Linked DNA regions of Mus musculus: all the other regions are linked to region 2. The links are chromatin contacts, called in public HiChIP or PLAC-seq and promoter capture Hi-C maps. All regions are on one chromosome and are shown on one strand. Each heading gives the region's core, a stretch centred on a gene start, on an enhancer-like site or on the middle of the called end of the contact. The rest is flanking DNA. Distances are from core to core; before and after follow the strand shown. Region 1 holds the start of Evi5 (ecotropic viral integration site 5). Region 2 holds the start of Dipk1a (divergent protein kinase domain 1A). Region 3 overlaps Mtf2 (metal response element binding transcription factor 2).

Region 1 (3,580 bases), core at 410-2,909, 120 kb before region 2:
AAAGACAGAACTAAAAAAACAATAGAAAAGTAAAATAGCCAGGCGTACGCCTTTAATCCCAGCACTTGGGAGACAGAGGCAGGCGGATTTCTGAGTTCGAGGCCAGCCTGGTCTACAGAGTGAGTTCCAGGACAGCCAGGGCTACACAGAGAAACCCTGTCTCGAAAAACCAAACAAAAAAAAAGAAAAGTAAAATAACAAAAACCTAAGCATAATTCGTAAAAGAGGCATTTCACAAAAGATTAATACAAAAATGACTAATATTTTTAAACTCATTCACCAGGCAAAATAAAGTCACACACTGATAAAGTACCACCATCCAAATCGCAGCATTTTTTGAAGATGGTAAGCATCGTAAGTATGGAATAACTAGAGTTCTCAACCGTCTTGAGAAGGCCCAACAGAACCTAATGCCAGAAATTTTTAAAAAATAATCAACCAGAAATAGTGGCAATATACTGCAAGGAGGTCGACGGCAGGAGTACGGGGACAGCCTGGGCTACATAGCAAAACTCTGACCCAGAAAGAAAACCAAACAAAAAAAAAACAGCAATTCCACTCCTCCGAGGTATATATCCCAACCTAGTAATTTGTTGGTTTGTGTTGGTTCACTTAAAAATCATTACCTGAAAACTTAAAATTGTGATCTTTCTACTCCAGATAGGCTTGAATAAATTTTCTAAGATTTCCTTGACACAAACTTCTCATAGAAGGTGAGCATTTTCTATCTTACAGGAAGCAAAGTTCTGGAACACTGAGAAATTATTACTAATAAAATTTAAAACACACACACCAAAAAAAAAAAAAAAAAAAAAAACACCGCGCAAAGATTAAAAACTACCAACAGACCATGTTTCTCTAACTTCAGGAAGCTCTGGAATTCATTCTCTCGGCGGAGAAAGGTTTATTATTCTCCAAAGAAAACCGCTTGTTGCTCTTCAAAATCCCCTCCAGCAGAAACGGGACTGCGAGGGAACCGGTCCAGAACTTTTGCTTCGCTCTTTGGTGAAAAGACCTAAGGTCGGAGTCACCAGCGCAGGCGCCACCACCGCAAGCCAACCCACCGGAAACCCGCGGTTAATCTCAGGCTAGCCCCGTTAGGCGATGGGCAACCGGGTGCACAGGAGCTCCGTGCGCCGTCGCTCTGCACACCTGGCTCGCCCATCACCTGCCGGCAGCCGCCGCAGGCCGAATGGAGACGCCAACTTTCCGAGCAGGGCGCGGCGGACCGCCGTGTCCTCGAGGACGGGCCCCGAGGCCGCCCGGGCCAGGCGAGAGCGGGGAACGCAGGCCCCGGCGGGCTCGCGCCGCAAACTCGGCGGCGGCCCGGGTGGGCGGCGCGGCCCTCGGCGGCGCCCGCGCCCTCCCTCGCCGCAGCCCGGCCTGGCGCGGCGCCCCTCACCTTGGAAACCTGGGGTGGACTCCGCCGTCAACATGAACTTCCCATGCAGCCGGCGGCCGTGCCGCCGCCGCCTCCAAGCGCCTCGGCCCGGCTCGGCCTCCGCGGCCGCGTTCCCCGCGTGACCCGGCGCACGCCTCCTGCTCAGGAACCCGGAGCTGCCCGCGACCCTCCACCGTACCGCCGACGACTCGGGAGAACCCCGCGCAGCCCCACGCCCGCCAGCTCCGCCCGGCTCTGGTCGGGCCGCTTCACGAAAGCCCAGGGCGCAGGCGCGGCGAGGGCCTTAAAGAGCCCCGGCCGGCCTCTACGGCATAATGGGTTCGAGCAGGTTAGGGCCCCGGCCGCGCTGGCGAAGCCGAAGCAGAAGCCGAAGGGATTGGACCGAGAGGAACGGAGGCGGGGAGATCCCTCTCGGTCCTCCGCCCCTCTTCCCAAGCGCCCAGCCCTCGGCCATGCAAACTGCTGACTTCCCAGTCTCTCGAGCCGCCCCTGGCCAGTCAGGGAAGCACAAGACACGCCCCCTCGGAGCCCCCCGGGCGAGCATCCGCGCAGGCCTGGGGCGCGCACAGCGACGCGCAGCTTTGCGAGGGCTGCCCGGAGTCTCACTCCCAAAAACATAATATTAATCAAATGGCACTCGCGGTGGTAAAACAGGTCTTCCACTAATCCTCTAGAATAAACCGTGGGTTTTTTCGGAGTCCGGCAGAGGGTGGGCAATTATCCAACACCAACCAAGAAATTCTTAGAAGGAAATTACTTAGTTTGGGACAAAAACAGCCTATTCATTTGGGTCCTGTCAAAGGAATTGCAGGCAACAAAAAAAAAAAATAATAAAGGCAATATAAATCATTTTTGTTATATACTTGAAAGTGACCAAAAGGATAGTAATTACCATCAAGCAGTCAGAAAAGCTCTAAAATTGTTTACTAATATGATACCACTGGCTTTTACATTTAGATTTGTAAGACCTGTCCAGAAAAAGTTCCACTATCACAAGCACTTCTAGAAAAGACTATTTTTCAACAAGATTAGGATAAGAAATGGGAAGTAAAACCATGTCCTCCACCCAGCTTTGAAATTTTCAAAATAGTCTGAGGCAATTTTTTTTTTTTTTGCATAACTTAGGTCGGGTTATTAATGGCAATGTAACAACTTCATTGTACCAGGCAGTCTTGGCGCATGCCTTTGATCCCTGCACTTGAGTGACAGAAGCAAGCAGATCTCAGAGTTCAGGGCCAACCTGGTCTACAGAGTTTCAGGAGAGCCAAGGCAACACCACCCTGACTCAAAAAACAAACAAAAAACTTCATCATAATTTAATGTATCTACCCCATAGCAAAAGAAAAAAAAGTATAATGTACCTTTCCAATTTATCTGCAAATTCTTTGCTTTTATCTGCTAAAGTTTCCTTGAATCTCTCTCATCTCCTTCATCAGCAACCACCTTAGTTAAAATTACCCTGACCTGCAGATAGTGTAAGGACACTGACCTAGCCTATTTTATCCACATCCCCTCCTACCCTTCTCCAAATCTCAAACCACAAGAAGAATTTTTGTTCAAATACTGTACCATGTGACCTTGTTGCTGTTCAGTATCCCATTCTTTTGGGGAAAAAAAAATTACCCTAACCAAGCCCTCCAGGGCCAGGCACCTTGCCTACCTCTCCAGCTCCCCTCTCTGCTCAGACCATGTTCATCCTCTCCTTTCTCCAGCCACAATGACCCTTTCCTCCCTCACAAGAGTTTTTGCAAACTTCTAATACCTGGGAAGTTTTCCTGGCCTCACCTTCTTACCTGGGCCTTAGTCTCTGGGTCTGAGAAATGCCTCTTGAAAACCCGCCTATGTTAGTCCTGTCAATCCCTTTCCAGGACACTGTAATTATAGGACTCTTGGGAATTTTTTAATCTCTCACTAACATCTGGCCCCATAAGGCCGGGAGCTTTGTCGTTTGAGGTTTGAGGAATTCGAGAATCATAGGTGCCTGATTCAAACGATGACGAATGGCACAAAGGTTACTGACATCACAGGTAAATGTCACACTTTGACATTTAGAGTCAGAACCTAAGAAGAGCGCTGGTTATTATTATAATAAAAATAGATTTCAAATTACTTTAGTGTCTGAAGATTCTTTGGGAAATGTCTAATTGCAGAGTGCTCAAACCTCCCCGTTAAGAAGGA
Region 2 (3,857 bases), core at 633-3,132:
TCCCTGGCCTATTTGGAGATTTCGATGGGAGGAAGCTCCTGGGGAAAACACTGGACTCTCAACTGTGCCATTCATTCATACCCTTGCAATCACAAGCTCTTAAAAGCAAGAGGATCAGAAATTCAAGGTTATCCTTAGCTACCTCGAGAGTTCTAAGTCAATCTGTGTCACATGAGAACTTGTCCTTTAAATCTTAAGTTTACCTTTAAATTTTTTTGAGACAAAATTTCTCTATGTAGTCGTCACTAATCTCGAACTTGTTATGTAGACTATGCTGGCCTCAAACTCAGAGGCCTGATTCCCAAGTGCTGGTATTTAAATAGTTTAAACATTTTTAAAAATTAATAATCTTAATATTAGCCCACTAGCAAGCTTACCCTAATTTCATCATTGATAACGATGCAAATTCAGAAAAGTAAGAAACACACTAAGTGTTTGTCATTAATGTAAGCATAACTATTTGTAAAACTAATTTTGTTTGCGTGGTGTCGGGGATTGAATCCAGAACTCTTAATTTCTAACCTTAACCACATCAGAAAACCTTTGTACAGTTATAGCGCCAAAGATTGCATTCACATCTGTGGAAAACATTTAAAGCCAAAACTAAAGCCTAAAGCTCTACCAACTCCAAAAATTAATAATAGAAAGCTAAGTAGTTTAAGTTCAAAGATTTTAAACATGCCCAAATACTTTAACCTGGAGGGGTGGAATGCTAGACTAGGTTCTAATACTGGTACTCAAGGCACAACTATTTCTGGTGGCGCTGCTACAAACATTCAGTTTTACACCCTTAAAACCATGAGTTGTCAAGTCAGTCTCTCAATCTGGGTTTCTCTCGTTTCGATGTAATGACTTACACTTGCAAATTTCAAATTAAAATATAAGATTTATTTGGACAGTAACGGTTTCTCCTCAACTTTTTCTTTTTTTTCCATACTCATAAGAAGCACACCAACAACTGACCTAAATACACGTCCCATGTCGTCAGGCCTTTTAATGTAAGCAGTGTCCTCTAGAGACATATAACAATACTGCCAATGTGTGAGGCATTGATTTGTAGTTGTTTTTCCATCCGAGCTATGGATTTGTGCTCAGCTACTCACGACGTCTACTAGGTCCCCCTGGTGACCAAACAGTGCACCAAAGCAGCAGGAGGGTTCTAAAGCCTACTGACAGCGGAACAGAAAATCATGAAAAATTAACACGGCAACAGTACACACGACGTGACTGTGAATTGCGTTCGCACTGCTGGCGGGCTGAGTGAAGAGCCGTACAACGGTCACCATCCCCTTTTTGCAAAAGCATCGCCTCGATCGAGCTTGCCTACTCCTCCCTCCCATTTAAACCAGAGATGTGATGAGAACACCAAACCCAGGGGATCTGCACGAGGCACAGCTACTGGCTGGGACTTGGGGAACCACTGGTATGACAATCGGTCACGATTCTGTGGAGCATGGAGGAATGACACACCACCCTTTCCTACCCCAGACACAGAGTCAGGAATGGCAGGTCGAGGGGGGGCCCTTGGGGAAAGCGGGAGAGCACGCAGAGGAGGGACCGCGGCGCGTCCGGGGCCGGGACTCAGAGGGGCTCAGGGCTGGGGCGGCGCCCGAGGAGCGGGACCAGGGCTGGGAGGGCGCGCCGCCAGGTGCCGGTCCGCAGGAGGCGGCGGGGCGCGCACGGAGGGAGGACGGGGCGCTGAGTCCCGCGTGGCGCGGAGCGGAGGGCGCGTGGCGGGGCCGCGGCCGGCCTACCTGGAGGTAATGGGGTTTCCTCAGCCAGGCCCCCGCGCAGAGACTCCTCGCCATGGCACTCACATCGCCCCGCCGCGCCGCAGTCGGAGGCGGACCCGAGCGCGGCCGCCCGCCGGCCTCCCCGCCCCTGCCCCGCCGGCCCGCCCACGGCCCGCCCCCGGCGCGCGCTCCCCGGGGCCGCGCTGCGGCGAGGGCGGCGGGTAGCGGAGGCCGGCTCCGCGCGCAGAACCCCACCCCCACCGCCAGCCGCGGCGGTCGTCAAGGCGCGGGCGCGGGGCTCCGCCATAAAGGGGAGTCGAGCCTCGCGTCCGCCGACACAAATCCGCCTGCGCCTCCGTGCTTAAAGGGGAGGCGCGGACGGGGGAGGGGTACGGCCGAGGCGGGTGCGAGCAGCACGGGGGTGCGCAAAACGTGGGCTCCGTGGAGCGCCCACTTCACTGTGAGGCTTGCGGCTTCACGCGCGGAGTCCCGCCGTCCGCGCTCTGGACCTGTGCGAGCGGATTGCACGGAAATTCTGTGGATGCTTAGAGCTGCATCCTAGGCGACCAACTAACTCATAGATCCTCTCCAGGGAAAGGAGGCTCTCCGGAGACGCGACCACCGCTATCTAGGGGAGGAAGGGACTCCTTCCCGCTCAGTTCTGCGTGGCCTTCCAGACACTTCGCCTCTTTGCGTACCTTAAATTTAATGCAATTTTTTTCTTTTATTTCTTTTTCTTTCTTTTTTACCATTTCGACTTTTTGAAGTTTGCATTGTTTGCAAAACAGCCTCAGAGTTTTCTTGCCTCTACCACAGAATCATGATTCACACGTTAAATACATAATTAAATAAATAAATGCCGGATAAATACAGTGAAGGCAGGAGACCTTCTAGGATATAGCAGAGCAGCTCAGTTAAGGCTATACACCTCAAGGCGTTGCTTTCTTCTGTTGACACTGATGGCCAAATAAGGGAGAAGGGGCCACCCTGGGAGGAGTACAGCTATTGATCTGAGTGACTTCAATGCAGGGAGATGCAGGTCCTACTTCATTTTTTTCCCTTGCTATGCCGTACTTTATGTTTCTAGTGCTTTCAGTTTCTGGAAACAGGTCTTTAACCTGGATAATATTTTGTTACTCGCAAAGAAGTGCATGAGCCACTGACTTTCACTTTTAATTAAATGACTTCAGTAATTTCTAAAGTAAAAGTAAATATGAGCTGGGCATGGTGACTCATGCCTGTAATTCCAGCACTTGGCCAACCGGAGCTACTTAAGACAAAGACAGACAAAGGGAGGGAAGGAAGAAGGAGGAAAGGACGGATCCTACCGGTTTCCTTTAGTTGTTTTTTTGTTTTTTGTTTTTTTAAAGATTTATTTATTACTTATTATATGTAAGTACACTGTAGCTGTCTTCAGACACTTCAGAAGAGGGAGTCAGATCTCGTTACGGATGGTTGTGAGCCACCATGTGGTTGCTCAGATTTGAACTCCGGACCTTCGGAAGAGCAGTCGGGTGCTCTTACCTGCTGAGCCATCTCACCAGCCCTTTTTTTTTTTTTTTTTAAGATTTTATTATTTATATGTGTATGTCTGCCATATTTGTGTGATTGCTTATAAAAGCCAAAAGAGGGCATCAGAACACCTGGGGCTGGAATTTCAGTTGGTTTTAAGCTGCCCAACTTGGGTGCTGGGAACCAAACTCGAGTTCTCTGGAACAGCCAGAAGCCCTCTTAACCACGGAGCAATCTCTCCAGCTCTGCAATAAGTATTTTCTTAGCATCCAGACACTGTTCAAATTTTTTTGCTATGTACACAAAAAGACAAAGCAGGCAGAATTCCTAACTTTATGGATATTACATTTTGGAGATGAGAAGACAGGCAATAAATAATAAACACAATGACTATAGAGAAGTCTGGTAAGAGCCAGTTGTGGTGACATGCCCACAGTCATAGTACTTGGGAGGTGTAAACAGATCAGGAATTCAAGGACAGCCTCAGCCCAGCTCACCTGCACAATTTGGAAACCCTATCTCAAAATAAAATAAAATAAAATAAAATAAAATAAAATAAAATAAAATAAAATAAAACAAAACTGGTCAAGGCCAGGTGAGGTAGTAGCAAGC
Region 3 (3,520 bases), core at 798-3,297, 110 kb after region 2:
AGACCAGGCACATGCCTGTAATCTAGTACTTAGGAGATGGGTACAGAAAGATGAGAAGTTGAAGGTCAGCCTGGAATAAACAGTAAAAGGAGGACCTAGGATGTAGTTCAGTGCTAAAACACTTGTGTAGTGTATATGAGGCTCTTAGTTTAATCTTTAGTACTACAAAGCAGGGGTCGAGGGGGTGGAATATTTATAAAGTCTTGTTTCAGTTGCTGTTTTTCCCCAGACAGGGTCTCACTGTCTTATCTCTGGCTATCCCAGAACTCACTGTGTAGATCAGGCTGTGAGTTTTAACTCAGAGAGATCTACTTGTTTCTTCTGCCTGTCTCCCAAGTTCTGGGATTAAAAGTGTGTACCACTAAGCCCTGTTTTTCTCTTTTAAATTTAAGCATAATAATACAGATAGGGATTTTTGATTTGATTATTTATAACTCCTGATAAGACTTCAGATTTTGATGATAAGAGGGGAAGATCAGTCAGACAGTTTAAATGAAGTAATCACATGATGTGACATATTAGAAACTTGACCTTGGTTTCAAACTTCAGTTATTTCAGAATTGTCTTATAAAATGGAAGAGAAGAGTTTGAGAGCTTTCCCTCAAGTATAATGCTCATGAAGTGGGGTTCAGTAAATGATTTAGCTTTTACTACTAGTATTAAGCAGTGATGATAACTGGATCTCTTCTGAAAAGATTGTAGTCTTTTTTTTTTTTAAATATAAACACTTCATGAACTTGAGTGTCATGCTAATTTTATCTTTATTGGTCCAATTTTAGTGTATGTGCTGTTGAAGTGAGCACAAGATTGTAGTCTTGATAAAAGATTAAGTCAGATCTAGGGCTTCCTTATTTTCTTGCAAACTTCAAAATCTGCTTATTCTTCCTTAAATAGAAATTCTTCCATTCTTATTCTTTTTTAAAAAGGAGTTCTGTGTCTGAGCGTGTACTTTTGAGGGTTGAATGTGTGCTGCTTTTTGTTATTTTTAAAAGATTTATTTATTTTATGTATTTGAGTACACTGCTGTTGTCTTCAGACACACTGGAAGAGGGCCTTAGATCCCATTACAGAGGTTGTGAGCCACCATGTGGTTCCTAGGAATTGAACTCAGGACCTCCAAAAGCAGCCAGTGCTTTTAACTGCTGAGCCATCTCTCCAGCCCCTTTGTTATTTCTCTCTATGTATCTCTGGCATCTTGAAACTTACTGTGTAGACCCGACAAGCCTCCCAAGTGCTGGAATTAAACGCAAGTGCCACCAAGCCCTGCAAGCATGTGCTTTTGATGTGTGAGGCCCTCAAAACTCCTTCTAAAACTCTGTTATGGGTATCTAAGATTAGGAGGACAATCTGATAGTGACAAGCATAATTGGCCTAGTACAGTTAGTACTAGCACCAAAGTGCTGATAGAATATCCACCTGAGTTTAGGTTCTGGTGTTCTTTCTAATCAGGAGAATTTGAGCAGTCCATTTTACCTTTGTATGGCCTGTGTGCTATGAGGTGTTTGGCACTTAGGATGTCCACACAAGATTTGTCTTTTGAACCCTGAATTATACTTGGTTTATTCACACAAACATTCCATATAATATGCTAATATAAAAGTCTTCGACCAAGTAGCCAACAGCCAAGCAGGCTGTGCAGGCTTCCACTGGGTGTCCAGTAAGGAAGCTTTGCAGGCTTGAACCATGTCCACTGCATGTCTTCCTCTGAGGCAGGCTGGGAGAATGGCACTGGTAGAGGTCTTTGAGAACATTACCTAGCGTCTTGCACTGAGCGGTGGGCATGCGTGAGCTCAGCAATAGTGCCAGAAGTTCAGTGGTCACTTAACTTAGGCCCCACACAGGCCAGTCATAACGTCCTCTTGCTAAGGCAGAGGCTTGAGAAGCAACATCTCAGGAGCTTTGTAGTGCAGTTCTAGGGGCTGCTTTTAAAGTTCCAATTTTTTATTGTTCATTAGACTTTAGTTTTGTGCTTTCAGGGTTTACAGCGTGGGGTTGGTTCACTAGCATATCAATGCTACCTTAAGGTTAACTTGTTAGCATATCAAGGCTTGTCTTGGGCTTGACTTACTTACCTCTGAGTTGTCTCCTGACTGGTTCATTACGATATCAGAGTTTAGGGTGGGCTGGCTAGCTCCAATTTAGGCTGCCTGGTGGCAGACTCCTGTCTAGAAGACATTACACAAAGATTTCACTTATGTCCTACCTACTTTTCTATTAACTCATCTGTAGAACAGAGTTAGAATAATGACTTGTGAGCCTCTTCTATCTCCAACATTCTTTTTGGCAGATAGAGTTCTCTCTCACTTGATGTGTTCTTGGGTTTCGGAACTTCAACTAGTGAAGAACATATCTTGTGTCAGATTACATAGAGCTCTGTCTGACTGTCTATCTCAATCAATCAATCATCCAATCTGTGGGGCCAAATTTTAAACTTCTGTTTGTTTGGGTTTAGTGTTTTTGAGACAGGGTTTCTCTGTGTTACCCTAGCGGTCTTGGAACTCACTCTGTAGACAAGGGTAGCCTTGAACTCACAGAGATCCACCTGCCTTTGCCTCTCAAGTGCTGGGATCAAAGCTTTGTGCCACCACTGCTGAGTGAATATATAGATATTAGAAACAGTAGTTTTTGGGCTGAGCTGTGGTGGCTCCTGCTCCTTTTATCCCAGCACTTGGGAGGAAGAGGGAGGTGGATCTTTATGAGTCTGAGGCTAGTCTGGGCTCCAGAGTGAATTCCAGGATAGCCAGGGCACACAGAGCAACACTGTCTTGGAAAGCCAAAAGAAAAAAAACAGCCAAACAAAAGACCCAAAACTCTAGTGGTTTGTGAAGGTGAAAAGGTGCTGAGCTATTTGAGACCAACTAAAGTGTATAATTGAGAAAATAACCCTTCGAGTTTCACATTTTGTTGTTTTTGTTGTTGTAGAGATCTTGTGTAATATTATTAAAGTTACTATTTCCCTAAGTTATAGAGTTATACAAGTTGAATATAACTGCTAATGTCAGTTTTATAGTGTTTATAGTATGTAGTTCTACAAATACATTTATTTCATGTAATGAACTAATATGGGTATAAAATGTAAACTTTTCTTGTATCATAGAAAGTAAGTCTTGAAAGGTTCAGTGGCACTCGGTAGGTCATATAATAACTTAGTTAGGACCCAGAAAAAACAGATGTTAGGTCTTCTGAACACACATCCTGTAGCTCTGTCTAACACCTGTGTATTATTGAGTAAACTTAAAGTGTATTAAATTGTTTCTTGATACTTCACAGCTGGCAGACACACCCAAATCTGAAAGATATGAGCATGTTCTGGAGGCATTAAATGATTACAAGACCATGTAAGTGGATTTATTTTACATATCCCTCTAAGGGAGTTAGTAAGAGAAGAATAAGGGCATTAAGAATTGTGGGATTGGTGTAAGGAAGAAGTACATGCCATTTTAATATTTTAATGTTCTGTTCTCTTTTGATCAGAGTAAGGTAGGGATTCAAGATGGCTGGAAAAGAAAAGAGAATGGGT

The links. HiChIP or PLAC-seq counts read pairs in DNA pulled down with a chosen protein or histone mark. Capture Hi-C pulls out chosen DNA fragments and counts their contacts.
Region 1: a promoter capture Hi-C map of adipose tissue shows a contact between it and region 2. The contact joins the promoter of Evi5 here to the promoter of Dipk1a in region 2. A contact is called at or near these places in 5 of 484 Hi-C or Micro-C datasets (the G1E-ER4 cell line, cerebral cortex, embryonic stem cells and 1 more), 4 of 115 datasets of contacts at active chromatin or transcription factors (embryonic stem cells, memory CD8 T cells and pancreatic cancer cells) and 3 of 9 other capture datasets (adipose tissue, liver and pancreatic islet).
Region 3: a contact with region 2 is called in an H3K4me3 HiChIP or PLAC-seq map of embryonic stem cells, with 18 read pairs. The contact joins the enhancer-like site here to the promoter of Dipk1a in region 2. A contact is called at or near these places in 4 of 115 datasets of contacts at active chromatin or transcription factors (the SCID.adh cell line, bone marrow-derived macrophages and embryonic stem cells) and 3 of 9 other capture datasets (adipose tissue, liver and pancreatic islet).

Annotation. Positions count from the first base shown.
Region 1 is chr5:107,867,389-107,870,968 of GRCm38.p6, forward strand. Evi5 (ecotropic viral integration site 5) reads right to left here and starts at 1,660. Exons shown (of 20, transcript NM_001378824.1): 1 at 1,403-1,660.
Region 2 is chr5:107,985,195-107,989,051 of GRCm38.p6, forward strand. It overlaps Dipk1a (divergent protein kinase domain 1A), which reads right to left and starts at 1,883. Exons shown (of 5, transcript NM_026062.4): 1 at 1,755-1,883. The coding sequence starts at 1,808.
Region 3 is chr5:108,095,849-108,099,368 of GRCm38.p6, forward strand. It overlaps Mtf2 (metal response element binding transcription factor 2), which reads left to right. Exons shown (of 15, transcript NM_013827.3): 10 at 3,271-3,338. Among named protein-coding and RNA genes, the nearest start is that of Mtf2, 32 kb to the left of the region's middle. Within about 2 kb of position 2,048, at least 12 of the 459 cell types and tissues checked have an H3K27ac peak or open chromatin away from gene starts, as enhancers often do. A contact at or near this core is called in embryonic stem cells, where this site is marked.